Regions from separate parts of the Hordeum vulgare genome. Here region 1 is linked to region 2. The links are chromatin contacts, called in public Hi-C maps. All regions are on one chromosome and are shown on one strand. The core of a region is the stretch at or near the end of the contact, and the rest is flanking DNA. Distances in the headings are between cores, read along the strand shown. Region 1 holds the start of LOC123397538 (probable ethanolamine kinase). Region 2 holds the start of LOC123396827.

The links. A called contact is a pair of places that touch in the nucleus more often than the background predicts.
Region 1: a Hi-C map of seedling shows a contact between it and region 2, with 4 times the contacts expected there. The contact joins the promoter of LOC123397538 here to the promoter of LOC123396827 in region 2. A contact is called at or near these places in 3 of 6 Hi-C or Micro-C datasets (leaf and seedling).

The regions. Positions count from the first base shown.
Region 1 is chr5H:432,720,983-432,726,236 of MorexV3_pseudomolecules_assembly, forward strand. LOC123397538 (probable ethanolamine kinase) reads right to left here and starts at 3,773. Exons shown (of 11, transcript XM_045092065.1): 1 at 3,487-3,773; 2 at 3,228-3,319; 3 at 2,631-2,737; 4 at 2,205-2,310; 5 at 1,849-1,971; 6 at 1,635-1,726; 7 at 1,231-1,315; 8 at 980-1,085; 9 at 825-888; 10 at 337-429; 11 at 1-251. The coding sequence starts at 3,638. The coding sequence ends at 123. It overlaps LOC123396828, which reads left to right and starts at 4,936. Exons shown (of 3, transcript XM_045091634.1): 1 at 4,936-5,254. The coding sequence starts at 4,936.
Region 2 is chr5H:432,572,960-432,578,027 of MorexV3_pseudomolecules_assembly, forward strand. It overlaps LOC123396827, which reads left to right and starts at 1,447. Exons shown (of 1, transcript XM_045091633.1): 1 at 1,447-2,742. The coding sequence starts at 1,447. The coding sequence ends at 2,454. LOC123397532 (20 kDa chaperonin, chloroplastic-like) reads left to right here. Exons shown (of 6, transcript XM_045092059.1): 6 at 283-622. The coding sequence ends at 456.

The sequences.
Region 1 (5,254 bases), core at 2,523-5,022, 150 kb after region 2:
CTGACATAATCATAAGACGACACTTGCTAATAATTAACACATACAGCAGCCGATCATCCGCGCTTGCCTCCAAAGTATAAGTGGGCGGCAAAGAAGTGGCTCCGGGACACAACTTCCAAGCACTAGCCACTCCTCAGTGAAGAAAGGAAGCCTTGTGTCAAGGAGAAACAGAACTCTCGCTGTTTCTTGTATTCACCGTACCGTAGGAAGAAGTATCCAAGGTAATCAAAATCGATTGGGGATACCCTTGCCTGCAATTAGATTACAGCACATATTTTGTTATGACAGTTGCATGGCACTCTTCCTATGTGCTAAAAGTAGATTAATGGTGTTTACCTGAATGAGTGCCCACAATGCCCAGTAGACGTGCGATGCCAATCTGAAGGTGTTTGTTTCAGTATAAAGGGCATCCAGATTCTGCTCTTGGACCTTCGGTAAAAGGACAGTCAGATTGTTATGGTGAAAGTATATTACGCGAGAATTATCTATGTTCTGCTATTCGAGGAAGACACTTGTTTTCTCAGTAGCACTCTGAATGTCTTCCTACCTTGTATTGTATGGATGCCAAGTATCCTACTTTTCTCATAAAAAGATGCAAATCATCTTTAACTTATAAGATGTAAAGTACATGTAGCACATGACCTGGTGTTTTTCTATTTAATTCCAAAATGAGAAACAAAGCTACTCTTAGAATGAGCACCATCTAAGTTACAGTAGTGGGCACTTATGAATATCTTTCTTTCCACGGAGACAAAACCTGCACAACCTATGAATACCTTTCAGTTGGTTTTGCCCAGAGAAGATAATGTATTGAATTCACATACCTCACTTGGTCTATCGGATAGATAATTCCTGAAGAAATGGTACTGTGCATCTTTATCTGGGTACCTAAATGAAGCAACAAAATAAACATTAGTACTAGGCAAGAGCAAAGACCAAAGCTCCATTGGACTATTCAACCAGCAAGAAGAGAACGTACAAGTTATAGTCACAATCAAAGCCCGCGTACTCATTGAAATGGTTTGCGATGTCGTAGCCACGGTAGCTATATGATCCATATTCAAAATCAATGAAATAGAGCTTCTCTGCAAAACAAAAAAGGGAAGACAATATTACAACAAACAGAGAGACAATCTAAGCCTTTGCAAAACGGGCAAAAGGAAAGCTTAAGTATGAAAGCATAATGTACTAAACAATCAAGAGAAGGTGACAAGCTAATGTGATATTTACCTTCCAAATCATTTAGCATCAGATTACCCGATAGCAAGTCATTGTGTGCAAAAACGACAGGAGCATGCAAAAGATCGGAGAGATCCTATAAGAGGACAGCAAGACATTATATTCACGGATACCAATTTAGCAAACAGTCATGTAGCCATTTGATTGAATGATTGTGCTATAGGATTAATCTAATAGCATGAATACGTAATATGCCTTTGTGACAAAGCCAAATTAGAAAGAAAAAAACTCCCTCTGTAAACTAATATAAGGCTGTTTAGATCAATAAAATGGTGATCTAAACGGTCTTATATTAGTTTACAGAGGGAGTACTCCTTTAGGAATATGAAACTGAAGTGCACTCAAATTGCTGCAGTGGTCAATAGTACATGACGGTAAGTCTTATAACAAAGTACCTTAAGTTCTTTAACTTCATCTTGTATTTCTCTAAAAGAGATCGTCTCATACCTCTTCTGCTTCTCGTTATCTTCAAACTTCAATACGGAAGCTAAGATAAATAGTTCACAGCACACAACAACATTACGTAATGTCATTCATGATGAGACTGAAATAAAAGTAACCAATTCCAAAATGAAATATCCAAAACAAATTCGGGGTTGGGAATGTAACCTTTTTTCAAAAACTTGAATATGTCATTCCACAACTGTGGTTCTTTTGATCCCGGTATATCTACTTGATGAAATTTCTGTAGCTGCTTGGCAATTTCAGCAGCTATTCTAGGTTCCTTCATGTCTGAAAAACAGAACAAGGGAAATAAACACACTATTTGCAGAAGCATTTATCGCAGACTCTCCAGTCTCTACACACCTATGGGTGCAAAATAACAACCACTGAGTATATACCTAAAACCACAGATCACTTCAAATTACCGTGTGAAAAGATAGAAAATGAGAAAAGATAAATCGCTCCATTAAGTAGACAATGAAATCACCCATTTGTATTGTGCAGAATATAAAAATGCCTACCTGAAGGTGTTAGTGTCCTAGCATGGATGAATGACGAAACCACTCCATTCTCAAATACTCCAAGTAACCGAGCCCCAAACCCTGCAGCTGAGAGATATGGTATGGCCTAACCATGATTGTAATAGATGTATGCATTAGGAAACAGTTCAGCCCCAAAAATGACAACAGAATACTCGGTTTACTTGACAACTTAGTTTTATGTAACAATGAGGTACTTCGAGTGTTATGGCATAGGTACTATTTCTATGGAAGGAAATGACCATTGCATTTCAGAAATTTTAAACTGAACCACAACTAAGAAAGCACCAACAAATAAACCAATACTGTAATGGACAATCAATCACAGGAACACTACAGAATGCAGGTAAATATTACTACATGCCAGTAGCACAAACAATTTTCATACACTATGATTGAAACTCTCACCTGCAATTCCCTCTCCCGATCAATCACCAAGTCTGTATTTGGGCCATACAGCCGAACAGTCACAGAAGACTGACTATCCGTGCCTTCTTTGACAGATACTTTCAGCACTGCAGGTCATGAACATCACGAACAATATAAGATAATCATTTAGGTATTATTGCTGTATCTATGATTCACAAGTAAATTATGTACAGTTGCTCATAGAAACGGTTATTATTTCATAACGCCTCTAAAATAATGGGTCCTGAACTCCGGATGCAATGATAGTAGGAGTGTTTTCGAAGCAGAAATGAGTGCAAAACACTGATGATAAAGAGTGTATGGTCTCAAAAAGGCTGCCAGATGCAATCAAGTTCTAGTGCCACATCTGAAACGATGAGCAAAGTGTGGCAGCAAGCAAACATTAAAGTGCAGTCATTAAGTTATGGCATGGTCTGTGTGGACAATTCAAGCAACTGCCTTGCCTAAGAATTACTATAATTACATAGCCTCTGTTTTTTTCCTCTTTCAAGCATGCTCAGGTAGTCATGTGAGGGAGATGGATCAGGAGCCAGGACAGTGCCGCAAGCCATGCCACTGGCAAGGAGCAGAACTCACACAGGTTGGTGATACCGCCGGACACCGTCGAGATGGAGAAGCACGAGCTGTCCAGGGACGACCACCCCTTCACCAACTCCTTGCAGAGATCTCTGGAGAAGCAAGCAACCTTATTATATTAGAAAAACAAAACGGGAAGCGGGGAAATAATCAGGGGCAGCGGCGCCTGTCGCTCTCTACTAGGCATTTCTCCAAACACCGTCAGTTCATACACCCGCGCGCGCAGAAGCAAAATGGGGAGAGGGGTCAGGGGACTTGCATGACGCGGGGGGTCATCTCGGGGAGCGGCAGCGAGATGTCGACCGCGGCGGCCGACGTGGGCACCTCCGCCGGCGCCGCCCTCGTCTTCTCCTCGCCGCCGCCGCCGGCACCGCCGGCGACCCCGCTCCAGCTCCGGCCATCCGATCCCATGTCCCTCGCTTCCGGGCGATCCTTTCGCTCGCGCGAGGAAGCTCGTTGTCGCGGGGCTATTCTGGTGGGAGCCTCAAGGCGATTCGGTGCCGATGCGATGCGATGCGATCGGAGAGGGACGGAAGTGTGGTGGAGGAATGCGGGGCCTCGAACAGAGGACACCATTTATAGGGCCCAGTCGCCACCCGCCGCGTGGCGGGGGAGGCCAGGAGGGGCCGCCCACGTCAGCTGATGCCCAGGCCCCACCGACCTACCCACCGGGTAGGGTGCCCGTGGCGGCAATCGCGTGGTCCCTGGGATGGGACAGCGACGGGCTTTTGTGTGGCGTGATGGACGGTGAGGATTCGGTGGCTTGTACGGGCCCGCTCAACAGTCACGTGATGGGGGGCCCTCCTCCCTTTGTCTGTTGCTCACTGTCGCTGGGGCTGTCTGGATTTGGGGCGATGCCGGCTCTGTTTTTCTCTCGAGATATTTTGGATGGATGGTGATTTTGTTAGACCATCTCCAACACGCGCCATACAAGCGTCACACCGTAAAAAAAGCAGTTTTAGCGCGCGCGCAACGCGGCTGGCAGCTCCAGCGGGCGCGCGCCATTTCCAGTTCAGCTCGCTGACCGAAACGCAATCCCGCGCCCCTTATTTGCTGCGCCGGCTCCCGCACCCGCGACTCTCCCGCGCTCGCTCCCCCCATCCGGCCGCGCCGCCGCCGCCGCTCGCGCCCCCGCGATCGTTCAGCGCTTCCCTCGCCTATCCCCGCGCCGCCGTCGTCGCCCGCGCCCGCCGGCGGCCACTCAGGCGCTTCCCCGGCCTGTCTCCGCTGCGGGCGCCGCCCGCGCCCCCCGGCGACCGTTCAGGCGCTTCCCCGGCCTCCCCGCACCGCCGCGCTTCCGCCCCACCCCCTCCTAGTCCGGCCGGCCCTCGCGCACCTCCGACGTCCGAGGAACAGCGCCCGAGAGCTCGCTGCCGCGCCGCGCCCGCAAGGTGTTCGACAAAACGCCTACAAGGTAAGTATTGCTCCAAACTTATGAATTTGGTGCATGTTTTGAATGGTAGTTTTTATAGTATAGTATTGAACATTGTAGATGAGTTCGTCGTATGATTCTTCCGAAGAAGAATTTGATATGGAAGAGGAGGAGGATCTTGCAATGATCATAGCTATGCATATCAATAAAAAACCGAAGCACGGTGGTTCGGTTATGGGTCGGGAGAAAATTTGGAGAGATAGGATTGATGCCCATAACAGATTGATGAAGAACTATTTCGTGGAGAATCCCACATACCCGTAGTCGTATTTTCGTCGCCGGTTTAGGATGAGCACAGACTTGTTCAAGCGCATTGCAGAGAAACTAGCGAGCCATGACCGGTTTTTTCAGCAAAGGAGGAATGCCGCCGGAGAGCTCGGGCATAGCACCTTTCTGAAGGTGACAGCCGCATTGCGTATGTTGGCAAACAGTATCCCGGCTGATCTAGTTGATGATCACTTGGCTATGGGTGAGAGTCAAGCCATCATGTGTGTCAAGTGCTTTGCAGTGGGAATTGTGCAAGTGTTTAGCGAGGAGTATTTGAGATCTCCCACTGCTGAAGACGTCGCAAGGCTATTGGCGATGAACAAGGCTC
Region 2 (5,068 bases), core at 197-2,696:
TTGACTAGGTTTGATAGATAGACTAGACCTTAACTGGGGTCCCAATCTTGAATGTATTTTTACCATCATATGAAACATGAGCAATCAGGCACACCATACTACCATCATTTATTCTTTTTTCGCATTCCCTACATGCACTCTATACATGACTGCATGGCTATGAATTGAGCAATCCTCCTGTCTTGGGTAGTTAGCTATCCACTTTGATATAGTCATATAATGTTGTTGCGTAGACTTGTTGCATGAATTACTGAGCTCTGACCACCTCTTTGGCTGAAACAGGTGGTCGCTGTTGGCCCCGGGCCTTTGGGCGATGATGGCAGCAGGACGCCGTTGTCGATCACTCCTGGAAGCAGCGTGCTCTACTCCAAGTATGCAGGAAGTGAGTTCAAGGGTTCGGAAGGCGAGTACATCGTTCTCAGATCATCTGACGTGATAGCTGTGCTGTCATCATAAGCTTGTCCTGCCCTGCTCATGCGAACTAGGAATTTTGATATTTAGTCCAGAACCTTGTTTGGTTATTGCTCTTGCTTGGGATTGGTGAATTGTGAATTGCTTCTTCGCTCTATCGTGGAAATGTTGCCTGATAGTTTTAATAAGACGACGGCTTAGATTTCAGAAATGTCTGTGCTTTGCTTCTAAGCGTCTTGGTTTGGTGGGCGTCTAAACTTTGACAGATGGACAGGGTCAGCGTTTCTCACGAAGATTGGCGGCTTGAAAATAACCCGCTCATGTGAAGAACGCTTGGTAGTTGTTTGTAGTCAAAAAGCGTGCAGACATTGCACTTGGCTCGGTTGGTGAACGACTATACTGGATAATACTCGTCTGCTAGAGTTGGTGTATCAGTACAGAAGATTTGTCTCTAGGGAGGGCCTAGTCTTACAAAATGCTCATCTGTGCGTTGTTACCTAACCGGCTCTTCCTTTCTTGCTGGCGAGACATAGACTGACAAATCGTCAGTGCGGCGTCTGAAAGAAAATGTCCAACAGAAACTGATGCCACTCGGACAGCGAAAGGAAGAGCTTAACAAGGATACAAATTTCTCCAGTCAATTCTGGTGACCTAAGCTTCTCCGAGCCTGCAGTTCGTGAAGGAAAAATCTGAGCCCTGGCACGACTTTCACACTGTCTCTGGGCCGCGAGAAGCTGGCCAGGTCGACGCCCCCCACCTGGTCAACCAAAAGCCCCGGCGGCGTCCTCATCAGCCGCGCGCGACCGAATCAAACAAACGCAACAAAAACTAGTCCAAAGCCCCCGTGCCGCTTTCTGCCGCCAATTAACCGATGCTGCCAACACGAGCACGAGACCCCGGAGTCGTCCGACACGGTCACACTCGCACCTCCAGACTTAATCACGCCGCGGCGACGCGCGCGTATATAGCCCGCTGCGCTCGGCGCGCCCGATCCGGCACGCAAGAGAATTGTCTCTGTTTGTCTCCACTGGACCCATGGCGAGCCACGACGCGCTCTGGGCGAAGCTCTGGGAGCTGGAGCTGCAGCTCGCGGCGTACAAGCTCCTGCACGCCGCGCGGCGCGGGGAGGACGACGACGTGGCTCCGGACGGCGCGCGGGAGGCCGCGGGGACCGGCGCCTGCCGCCGCGGCAGGCAGTACGACGCTTACATGCGCCGGCGCGACGCCAGGCGCGTGTCCGTCGCCGCGGCGGCCAAGAGCCAGCAGCAGCAGCAGAGGCCGATCGGCGGCACGCGTGCCGGCGGCAGGCCAGGCCCGCTCACCGTCAAGTGCGCCGCTCGGGACACGCCGCAGGTGAGGAGGACGGTGCCGTCGGGAGTGTCCACCCCGAGGAAGGAGCACGGCGCGCTTCCACTGCCCAGGAGCAGGACGGTGAGCAGCGGCGCGCCGGTGGCGATGCCGCAGTCGCACCGGAGGCGGAACAGCGTCGGCGGCGACCTGGGCGACTGCGCCACGCCGAGGCCGTTCCTCAGGCGCGGCAGCGGGACCGGCGGCGCGATCGGGAACCTGCGGTCGCCGAGGGTGCACGACCTCCCCAGCGGCAGCCCGAGCCCGAGGCGGGCGCCGCTGGACCAGTTCGTCCCAAAGGTGACGGCCGGGCGGCACCTCCGGTCCGTGTCGGAGCTGCCGCTCCGCGCGACGTCGGTGGAGTCCCCGAGGTGGGTGGAGACGCCGCGGCCGGACCAGTCACGGGCGAGGAAGCGGTGGGGCGGCCTGGAGAGCCCGCCGCCGGCGATCTTCTCGGCCCCGGCGGCCAACCCGCACATGGACCTGGCCAAGGGGCTCCGCAAGCTGCTGAGCTTCGTGAGGAAGGGCAAGAGCGGCGAGCGCCAGCGCGACGGCGGCGGGCGTGAATCCGGCGACGGGAAGCCCGTGAAGGAGTGGACAGCTTGCTCCGTCCTTGATGGCCCGTTCGAACGTGCGAGCCTGGAGGGGCACCGGTTCCCCCTGCCCATGACACGGGCAGTCGGCACCTCCGGATGAGGCGTGTGGGCTGGCATGGCACGTAAACCGTGATGCTCATTAGATACGCCCTCTGCGTTCCTCGTGGTCGTGGGGATGCTTCGTCCACGTACGGCCATGCTTTCGTAGCTTTGTATTGCGCTCCATGAATTAACCTGTAGATACCAGCTTCAGCTTGTGTGTTCCGGTTGTTTGAGAGATGTGTCGCGAGTGAAACATGCTTTTCGATCGCAATTTTCTCGCTCATCCAGCAAGTCATCAATCAGGTTGAAGCCGAGGGTTTCTGGTCAAATCTACATGTTTACACGATTAGGTTAGTTGTATGTACTTTCATAATGCATAATATTATTTATTAGTATCATAAACTAATTTATTTATTGTCATGTATGATACGTGTACTCCTCTATACGAGTGCATATGACACTTTACAAAAAACAGGTTTTCTCAAAACGCTTAGGCGTGCTTCAATAACTCCCCTCCTTGTTTCCCTCCCAGCCTCGTTTGCTGCCTCTTAGTACCTTTAGAGCATGGTTAATAATACAACCAACAATCGGCTACAAGGAGTTGCTATGTCATATAGAGCCAACCTAATAGTCGGCATATATAATAGTAATTTTTAGATGTGTATTATTTTAAGAATAGTTGACCTATCTTACAATCTTACAAAGTGTTTTGGGTCTCGTGCTGCAGCTGGCTACTCATCAAGAACCTGCTTCTCTTCTCTCTCCTCCTCTCTTTCCTCCAACTAAGCAAGAATATAATATTCTAATCCTTATAGCCTGCTTATGTCACCTTATTGTACTTGCTCTTACATGCAGTGCGTCTACTCGGTGATTAGTGAAGAAATCAAAACCTGTTCACATGCAATGAAGTACGTGGGCCTGGAGTAGCTAAAAAGACATCCACTTAAATACAACGATCAATTTAATTGGAAGGATGACCGACCTTGTTTTCTCTTGCTCTCCAATCAGCTACCACCTCGGTCGCGCTGCGCCTCCTAAAGTGCCCTATGCACTGGTACAGAGGAAGTAGTACATTATTTAATACGATACAACATCATAATACGATATTCAATCATCTCTTTCTTCATTTAATTATATGTCACATCATTAAAATTATCTTGTTGGCATGCATAATACGATCTATGATACCTTCATCCTTGGGGAAAAGAGACGTCCAAACAGATCTCGATCCAGGGGACCCAACTCTCCCCTCCGCCGCCCATAGCGCGAGCGACCGAGGGGGCTCAACTCTCCGCCGTCGATCGCCTTCCTTCTTCCCGTGCCCCTCCGCTGCCGTCAGTGGTCGGCGTCGGGCTAAGCCCGCGCGTGCGATGGCGGCGACAGAGGCATCACCGTCTCACTCCGGACTCGGGATGCACGGGATCTCCGTTCTTGAGGATGAGGCCACGATCGATGGCGGCGGCGCCGATCTCGCCCATGACGGCGTCCATCTGCAGCTCGGCGACATGGCGGCCGGTCGGTGACCCAGTGGCGGCCATGGCGGCAGACTGATCCGAGGCGGTCGAGGCGTCAGATCTAGAGGTCCCCTTTCTCTTGCTCCCTCTATCGCCGTCCCGGTGGTTTACGGTTGCAGGCTCCGGTGATGGTGAGCCCTGGTGGTGTACCTTGGGTCTGGGGGAAACCTTGGCCGGTCTGGCCGGATCGACGGTGGCGTCGCCCATGGGTGTCGCTTTCCTTCATGAAGGTGCAGCCGAGGGCTCAATTTACCCACCCCGATCTCCTACCGGGTGAGAACCTTCAATCCTCTTCGGATTTTGCGGCAGCGGTGCTGTTCGCATCGTGACCTTCCTGGAGGTGTTGATAGGGGCCCTGGAGCTCGGTTGGAAGTACAAAGGATCTGCAGGTGAAGGGGATGAGACCAGTGGCTGGAGTTGGTGTTCGCGAAGGAGGAGCGATGTTGCAGTTGTGTGTGCGCTGGACCGGTGGGTGCCCCATATTGGGCAAGCGGCTTGGTTGGATCCTCATGTCTTAGATGCTAGGCTTGGTAACGAGGTCTATTTGGTATTAGGCCAGACTATCAGCATCCCTTTATCAACTGGATATGAGTAGCGACATAAGTTGCCTAGATGGTGGCTTCAGACTTACTACCGTATTGCTTTGTAAGGTCTTCTGTGAATAATCAATAAAGTGGCTGCATGCATCGCCTAGATGTGGAGGCCGGGGGTGTTCCTCCTTTTCTAAAAAAATCACGACCAACCTTAGCATTTGTGACAGGTCGTCCAAGAGTTTGGAGCAAGTTTTTTCTTCTCCTTTTTGCTTTTCATGTGCTCCATCTGTTTTATTTACTGCCCATATTAGTTTTGATCTAAATCAAACTCTCTATAGTTTCATCAGATTTGTAGAAAATAATATGATTTCTCATTGTAACAAATATATATGATTCTAATTGTATTGATTTGATACCGTGGGTGTTAATAATTCTACATAAAAACTTGGTCAAACTTTACTTGAGACGAATCTAATATGGAGAACACTGGAATGGTTTCTAGCGTCGTTGTTTTGTTTCATCTAAATATGTTACTTGCATTTTCTTCTTCAAAATAGAGGGTTTATCCCAGACATTAAATTTCTACTACCGAGCTCAAATGCACCCCATAAACAATAAAAATGTC